2 separate regions of the Muntiacus reevesi genome follow, and region 1 is linked to region 2. Evidence: chromatin contacts called from public Hi-C data. All regions are on one chromosome and are shown on one strand. The core of a region is the stretch at or near the end of the contact, and the rest is flanking DNA. Distances in the headings are between cores, read along the strand shown. Region 1 holds the start of RPL18A (ribosomal protein L18a). Region 2 holds the start of PIK3R2 (phosphoinositide-3-kinase regulatory subunit 2).

Region 1 (4,286 bases), core at 653-3,152, 210 kb before region 2:
AGACCCTATAGACAGCAGCCCACCAGCCTCCTCCATCCACAGAATTCTCTAGGCAAGAATACTGGAGTGGGTTGCCACTTCCTTCTCTAGTGTGTATATGTGTGTGTGTGTGTGTGTGTGTGTATAAATGTAGTTTAAAAAAAAACATTGAATTGTACAATTTACATGTGTGAATTGTATGGCATGTGAGCTATATTGCTTGTTTAACTGACATTCCCCTTTATAAAAAAAACTGTGGCTGTGCTGGGTCTTTGTTGTGGCCCTCAGGGTTTCTTCCTGTTGCAGAGCACAGAGCTCCAGAGCAAGGGGGCATGTGGGTTTATGTGCGCCATCCCATGTGGGATCTCAGTTCTTTGACCCGGAATCAAACCCACCTCCCATGCATTGGAAGGCAGATTCTCAACCACTGGACCACCAGGGAATTCCCTGTGAACCATATCTTAATTAAACTTATTAATTTTTAATTAATAAAATAAAAATTCTAATTGGGCTCAGCTGTCACCTCCTCCAACACCTCTCTCTCCTAATATAAATCCTCCAGTTTATCCTCTTTCATGTCTCTTTTCACAGCCTGACTTCATGAGTTCTTTCCTTTTCCATTCTGGATCTCCCCTCCAGAGGAGCCATTTTTTTGCCTAAACAAATTGCTAAGCCCGAAGCTTCCAAAGGTGCGGCTCCCCCTTGATCATTTTTAGCACCCCCACAACCCCCCGCCCCAGCCCCAAGCCCTATTCTGCCCCAGGATCTGTACTAGAAACAAGCAGATGGGGTTTGAATATCTGCTACTATGAAACACAAATCAGATCCTCCCATAATAATAAATACTATTCCATTGCTTAATGAATGTTCAGTGTGTTTGCTAAGTGTGTCTGACTCTGCGATTCCATGGACTGTAGCCCATCAGGCTCCTCTGTCCATGGGATTTCCCAGGCAAGAATACCGGAGTGGGGTGCCATTTCCTTTTCCATGGTATCTTCCTGGCCCAGGGATGGAATCCGCTGATTGGCAGGATTCTTTACCACTGAGACACCAGGAAAGACTTTAATGAACGTTAGCATTTGTAAACTGCTCTGAACCTGGCCTTTCACATGAGTTGAGTGTGAATGAGTGTTATGTGCTCAGTCCTATCCAACCCTTTGCGACCTCATGGACCGTAGCCAGCCAGGCTCCACTCTTCACGGAATTTTCCAGGCAAGGATATTGCAGTGGGTTGCTATTTCCTGCTCCAAGGGATCTTCCGGACCCAGGGATCTAACCTGTGTCTCTTGGTGGGTGGATACTTGACCGCTGCGCCATCCGGGAAGCCAGTATGGTAACATTACTAGGGGAAAAAAACACCTGTACTATTCCCATTTTGGGCTTCCCTGGCGGTTCAGACGGTAAAGAATACGTCTGCAATGCGGGACACCTGGGTTCGATCACTGAACTGGGAAGATCCCCTGGAGGAGGGCATGGCAACCCACTCCAGTATTCTTGCCTGGAGAATCCCCATGGACAGAGGAGCCTGGCGGGCCCATGTGGTAGCAAAGAGTCGAACACGACTGAGTGACTAAGCACACATTCCCATTTTATAGAAGAGAACGCTCAGGTCCTGGAGCCTCATCACCGGGACGATGATGCACACAGTATGGATATAAAGGCAGGAACCTGGAACCGGCCTCCGAGACCGCCCGTTGTACCTACAACTCCCGGCATGCCGCGCGCGCCGACGCTCCCTTACGCCTCGCTTGAACAGGAGGGCTAGTCGCGCTGCGTCTCGGGAGTTGTAGTGTCGCCGCAAAGGGAGGCCGGGCTGTGAGAGGTTGGTGGATCTGGAGTCAACGAAGAAGCAAATCTTATAGAGCTCGGGGCTGAGGAGCCAATGGGCTCGCGGCATCGAAAGGGAGGGACTTCCGGCCGCGAAATCAAGGTGAGCGGCTGCGCGAGGGCGGCCACTTCCTTTTCGAGGGTGGCGGCGGTCGTGGGTAGATCGCCATGAAGGCCTCAGGGACGGTAAGGCGGGCGCGGTGGGGCAAGGAGTCAGAGAACGCGACGCGGACAGAATCGAGGGCTGCGGGAGGAGACATGGGACACGCGGGGAGTGCGCGTTCCGGTTTGGGCCAGTGCGCCGAGGTCCCCAGTTGCGGCCAACATGGCGGCCACTGCGGGAGCCGCGTGGGGAGGCCAGAGCGTGGCCCGGGCCGGCTCGGGAATCGCGGGGGCCGGGGAGTCCGAGTCTCCTTTCAACAGGAAGAGACAAATTGAGCGGTGTGGAAACACGCGCCACGGGACCTCATCGACCTTCCGAGCCTCAGTTTCTCCGTTTGGGAAGTGAATATGGTGCCAAGGGTGGGGGTTAGCGGGCCATAGTGTTCTTTTTCTCTTGGCATGCCTGTAACAGAAAATAGAAGGAAACTAGTGTAATTAGGGGCTGACATGGGGAGTGGGAGTCTTAACCGCTGTGACAGGTGCTGGGCAAAATCCGCGTTAGTGCTCAGAGATGGAAGAGTAGACCCCGCGGAGAAGCATTTTGGGTGGGTCATGCTCAGCTTTCCAGCTCCATTTTGCACACTGGAAAGGGGTCCGACCGCATCGGCCCCTTCCTGAATGGGTGGTCTGCGAGGCCGTTGAGTCAGATTGAGAGGTTAAAGTAAGAATCGAGTTTGTGATGTTTGGGGTGGTTTTCTATTGACATTAATAGTAAAATGGTGACGAGCCATTTTGTGGTGGTGGCGCCTTTCTCCTGTACCCCAGGATTTGAACGTGGCAGATATCGTGCCCGTTGCATCTGTACAAACGGGGAGCTTCTGCTTGAGAGTCCAAATCTCTTGGACTGCAACTGGGAAACTGAGGCAGCTGCAAGTCATGACCCACGTCTGGGGAACCCAGAGCTGGGCAGGGAACTGGATTCTTGTCCTGATTCTCTCTGGAGTTGACTGTGAGATTCCTGGCTGGCCACTGTCTCTGGGGTCCCGAATTTTCATTTTGACAAGTTGTGAGCTGGATAGATGCGGTGTTGGAGGAACGAGGCAGCCCCACCGTTCTGTGCCTAGCTAACGTAAAGGGGGAGAGGGGCTGAGAGCCTCACCCAGCTTTCCTGAGCCAGGGCAAAGGGCATTCAGGCACCTGGGTTAATCCTCCCCACTCTCACTTCTTTTTATGTGGAAGGCTCGGACGGTGGAATGACCCACAGTCACCCAGATATCACAGGAGGGCCCTGGGGTGGGACTTGACCTTCTCCATCCCCTGATCCAGTTGTCAACAGGCTTGGGGAAGGGCGCAGAGTGAGTCTCCGCAGTTGCCTCTAGACTTTGGGTGCTGGTCCCCACCTCAACCGCTGTTTCTTTTTTAGCTTCGAGAGTATAAGGTGGTGGGGCGCTGCCTGCCGACCCCCAAATGCCATACGCCGCCCCTCTATCGCATGAGGATTTTTGCGCCTAATCATGTTGTTGCCAAGTCCCGCTTCTGGTACTTTGTGTCTCAGTTGAAGAAGATGAAGAAATCCTCGGGGGAAATCGTCTACTGTGGACAGGTATGCGGTATTCGAAGCTGGGCGGGATCGGGGTGAATTTACACTTTCCCATGGGGCATCTGTCACCCTCCAGAGCTAGCAGACTTTACAGCCCCTGATCCTGATCCTTTGTCTTCACGCCCTACATCAGGATGAAATAGGTGGTTTGGTGGCCTTTTCCTAATAAAAACCCTGGGCCTCATCTGTAAAGTGTGGGGCGTGGCGCTGTACTCTGCACAGTGAGGCTGCCTTGGGTAACTGATGGTTTTTTGGCCCAGATGGTCCCAAGAGAATTATTGGTTGGTTGGGGGGAGTCAGAAGCTGTGTCGGTCCCCATGGGGGGGGGGGAGCATCCCAGCCTGGACTGCCCTGCATCCCTGCGGTTACCGTGGGGATTTCCCTCAGACAGCAGATGTCCCCGCGGGTGCCTGAAGGTGCAGGGACTGGGAGACCGGCAAGAGAGGTCCAGAGGCTGGACCATCCTTCGTAGCATTGGGGGCAGAGATTCAGGGATGGTGGGGGGCCCTGGTCGGGGCCCACTTGCTATTCTAGCCTCAGCCGGTCTCCTCTCCTTGACAGGTGTTCGAGAAATCTCCCCTGCGAGTGAAGAACTTCGGCATCTGGCTACGCTATGACTCCCGCAGTGGCACGCACAACATGTACCGGGAGTACCGGGACCTGACGACCGCCGGCGCCGTCACCCAGTGCTGTAAGCCGCCGGGTCTCCTTCAGACTCAGCAGGGCAGGCACCTTCCCTGTCAGACAGAGGCGTGCCAAATGCGAGAGGCTTCTCGGG
Region 2 (3,915 bases), core at 1,153-3,652:
GGTGGCATTGTAAATAGCGGCAAATCCCTGCAACTAATTTATTACTTTTTATAAGCGATAGTCAGACTGAGTCGCCACCCTTAAGGCGGCTGCCCGGGTCTTGCCCCAGGCACCTGGGACCCATTTGTAAACCCTGCCCACATGGGCTGAGAAGGAAGCACTTTGGACAAGTCAACACGTGTTCGTGTTTTATGGTTTTTCTGTTCTTTTAAAGTTTTTTGTGTGTGTGTTACTCGATCCCATCCCTGACTCAAGACCCATGCATTTGAAGGGATGCAGCCTAGTTTATCAGTCCAGGCCCAGTTTGGATGACTTGGAGAGTCTGTAAACAATTCCCCTCCACCACAAAACAAAGTAGTTCTGATGATGGACTGGATTCTGCAGGCTCCTTCCCACCATCATGGCCTCCATCTCTCGGCCAGCCTTGCTAGAGTCTGCCTCCAGTCCTATAGGCTTAGGGGTTGTGGGAACTGGGGCTTTGATGTATGAGTAGAAGTTCACCAAATATAGACAGAGGAGTCATCCACCTCACAGGCAGACACTGTGCCCCAGGAGGCAGAGGCCTCAAAGGGCACTGCCAGTAGGGGAAGAATGTCCACCCTGGACACAAGGTTTTTTGGTATTTGATGCCTGCCAGGGTGAGAACTTGACCATGATGTGTCTGAAACACCCCTGGGAAGTGCCCTCAGTATGTCAGAGCCTTGCTGGGATGAAATCTGAATAAGAAAATCCAACTGGGGGGCAGTGAGGCCCCAGTTGAAATCTTGGCTTCACTGGCTCCGGGAAAATGGCTTCCCCACTCTGTGCCTCAGTTTCCTTGTGTTTACAAAACTAATACTATATTTATTAAGCACCTACTGTATGCCAAGCGCTTTTACTTGTGGCTTCTCCCTCAGTCAGCCTTGAGAAGGCTGGAGGTAGTGTTGTCCTCCCCATAACTAAGGCCTGGCAAGGGGTGGAGACATGCCCCACGCTTTCCTGGTAAGAGTCATGCAGCCAGCCCCTGTCCTGGGCATTGTCAAGGGAGCTGTGGAGAATCTGTTGTCAGATATAGCAGACTCCAACTCCAACCCTCTCCCCTGAAATGCTGTGTGGCCCACCGGGCATCTCAGAGCCTCCATTTTCATTGGGAAATGGCTGACATGATGGCTGTGTCCCACATGATGAGGGCACTTTGCAGGCTCTGTAGCCCACTCTGCGTTCCTTCCGGAGACACCCACACAGCACTGCCTGGTGTTGGAGCTAGATCAAGGCTGTGCATGACTTTTGCTCCCGCCTTCCATCCTGGAGCTGACAGTGAATAAAAGCTCACATTTACAAAGAGGAGGTCCGATGTCTGGATTTCTGAGGGGCTGAGAAAAGGGTAAGGGAAGAGTGGGGTGGGGGTGGGATGAAAATAGACCCTTGGCTCAAAGTCGCCTGAAGTGGGTTTTGAAGGCTGCTGGGAGTTCACCATTGAGATCCTTCTTGATGCCTTCTCTGATCCAGAGCTCCTGCTACCCTCTCCCGATTGAGTACCTATCATGGGCTCTGCCCCTAAAAGCTTCATACAGACACCGTCTGGGCCTTGAAGCTGTGATAATAAACAAACAAACCATCTTTGTGACCTTTTTATACTGGTCTTCGCTTGGACTGTGCCTTAAAATTCCCTGCACCGCGTCGGAACCCAGCCTGAGCGCGTTCAGGTTACTTCTAAAGTATTCGGAAAGGTGGGAAGCTTTGGCCACGCCCCTTGTTTCCGAGTGTCTTCGGCTATTTCCGGAAGCAGCCGAACGCCTGTGGGCCGGCATTCCGGTAGTTCTCCCCGTCCGCGAGTTAGTTCAGTGGTTTCTAGACGCTCTGGGCTACCATGGAAACCCCGGCTTTGAAGCCTGATCCCTTCTCGGCCCTCAGCTTGTTTCCTGAAAAGCTCAGCTTTCTGTGGCGACTCCCTTCCCCCTAAATGCCACCTTCAGTTCCTTGAGCTCAGGGCCACCTCACTTGCTCTCGGGAGCCGTCCCTGCGTCGGCAGTTTTCGGAAGTTGGGTAGTCGCCTCTGGATCTAAGTTCTCAGGGCCTCATTTGGGGCCAAGCACACTTGGTTCTTTCCAGTAAGTTTCCGAAGTTTCGGGGCCCAGCCTGGTGCGGGTTCGGCTGGAGAGCGTTCGGCCTTTTCCGGAATCTCGGGCATCTCAGTACAGCCGAGCTTAGCCGAGTCCAGCCTCCGAATGACTCATCTGACCCGAATATGCTCGGCTGTTTCCGGAAATGATCGGCTGTCTCGGGGCACGTTCCCCCAACGTTAACCTCCAGTCCCGCGGGAGTACGTTCGGCTCTTCCCGGAAGCACTCGGGCGTCCTCTGGCCCAGCCTCGGCTCCAGTTCACCCGCCCGACCCGAATGCACTCGGCCGTTTCCGCCGGGGGGCGGGCCCGACCATTCGGAACCGCGGCGGCAGCGGCGGAGGCGGGGATCCCGCGGCTGCGGCGACGGCGGCCGCGGTGAAGCCACGGGTCTGGCTCGGTTCGGCGTGACGGTGGCCGCGGCGGCAGCGGTGGCGGCCACGACCAGGTAAGTGCGAACTGTCCGCGTGGCAGGCCAGGTTGGGGGTGCGCTCAGATGCGGGGCGCCCAGGCAGAGTGTGGGGCCGCGGTGGAAGCCGGAACGCGAGCAGGGCTGCATCGGGCCCTGCGGGAACTGGGGGCCGCAGGGAGCGGGAGGCCTCGGGCTCGACCTGGCTCTGGTGCAGCCTGCCCTGGAAGATGAGGGTGGAACAACGAACTGTAGGCAGAAATAAGGGGTTGGAGCCGCGGCCCTGAATTGAGGGAGGCCCTGCCGGGAGTGGGGCGTCGAGCAGTAAAGAGGGGGCGCCCAGGCATTGTGTGGGGCATAGTGGGGTGGTGGGGTGCAAGACGGTGGAGGGTAGACTGCGCTTCCGGCCCCCGAGCTGGGCTTCGGGGTCCACACAGGCCCGAGTCCGCGTCTGCACACGCGTGAGCGCGCAGGCCCTGCGTCCCCCACCAAGCCCCCAGCCAGGCCTGGCCCCTCCACCCCGCCTCTTGGATTCGGGGAGCGCTGGTTCCCAGGCGCGCACACCGGGGCGTGTGCAAACGTGTGCACGGCGGGGCGCGGAGGCGGGCAGGCAAGCGGATTCAGGTGGTTTTCTGGACGTCCCTGTCGCTGGGCCTCAGTTTCCCCACCTGTAGAATGGGGGCCCAGGGGCCAGGGAGCGGACAAGTTGGGTCGTTCTGTAATGTGGCGCTTGTGCCCAGTACGTGAACACGTCTTGTGGTTCCCCGTGGTCGACGGATAAAGCCTGACCCCCTACCTGGCACCCAAGGCCCTGCATGGCCTGTGGCTTTCTTAAGACCACCCTGAACTCTTGACAAGCATTTCTTGCTGTCAAGCCTTTGCCTGTATTAGTCCTGACCAGTACTCCTCCTGTCCTCTGTGAGGACCCACCTTTTGGAAAAGCTCCATCCCCCCCGCCCCTCCCCCCCCCCCCCCCCCCCAGTCTCCCAGGAAGATCCAACCTGCAGGGCCATGATTGAGAATGTGTCTGTGCTGGGCTGTGTCTCGCGAGATTGGTGATCCTTGGGGGTGATCATTGCCCCTGCATAGAGCAGCCACCCCCTTGGCAGCTGCAGTGCCCTCCTTCTTTCTACCCTTTCCCAGCTCCATGTCTGTTCTGGGGCTAAGGTCCTCTTGGCCTCCCACCAACCCTCTTCTGTTTTAAGTACCTACTGTGGGCCTGAAGCTGAGACATGTCAGGGACGCCCCTGCCCCGTTCTCTCCTCCCCCTGCAGAGATCAGAGATCCACTTGCTTGGACTCACAGATTATGACATCTGCTTGGACTTCATTCCCTATCCCTTTTGGCCTCTACTGCCTCTTACTGTGCTCAGCCATCCCAGCCCCTGCTCAGGGCTCCACAGCAC

The links. A called contact is a pair of places that touch in the nucleus more often than the background predicts.
Region 1: a Hi-C map of muscle shows a contact between it and region 2, with 5 times the contacts expected there. The contact joins the promoter of RPL18A here to the promoter of PIK3R2 in region 2. A contact is called at or near these places in 2 of 3 Hi-C or Micro-C datasets (blood and muscle).

What each region holds. Positions count from the first base shown.
Region 1 is chr1:184,137,895-184,142,180 of mMunRee1.1, reverse strand. RPL18A (ribosomal protein L18a) reads left to right here and starts at 1,902. Exons shown (of 5, transcript XM_065931618.1): 1 at 1,902-1,992; 2 at 3,332-3,511; 3 at 4,070-4,199. The coding sequence starts at 1,975.
Region 2 is chr1:183,926,422-183,930,336 of mMunRee1.1, reverse strand. It overlaps PIK3R2 (phosphoinositide-3-kinase regulatory subunit 2), which reads left to right and starts at 2,402. Exons shown (of 16, transcript XM_065917426.1): 1 at 2,402-2,549. It overlaps MAST3 (microtubule associated serine/threonine kinase 3), which reads left to right. Exons shown (of 28, transcript XM_065917423.1): 28 at 1-1,304.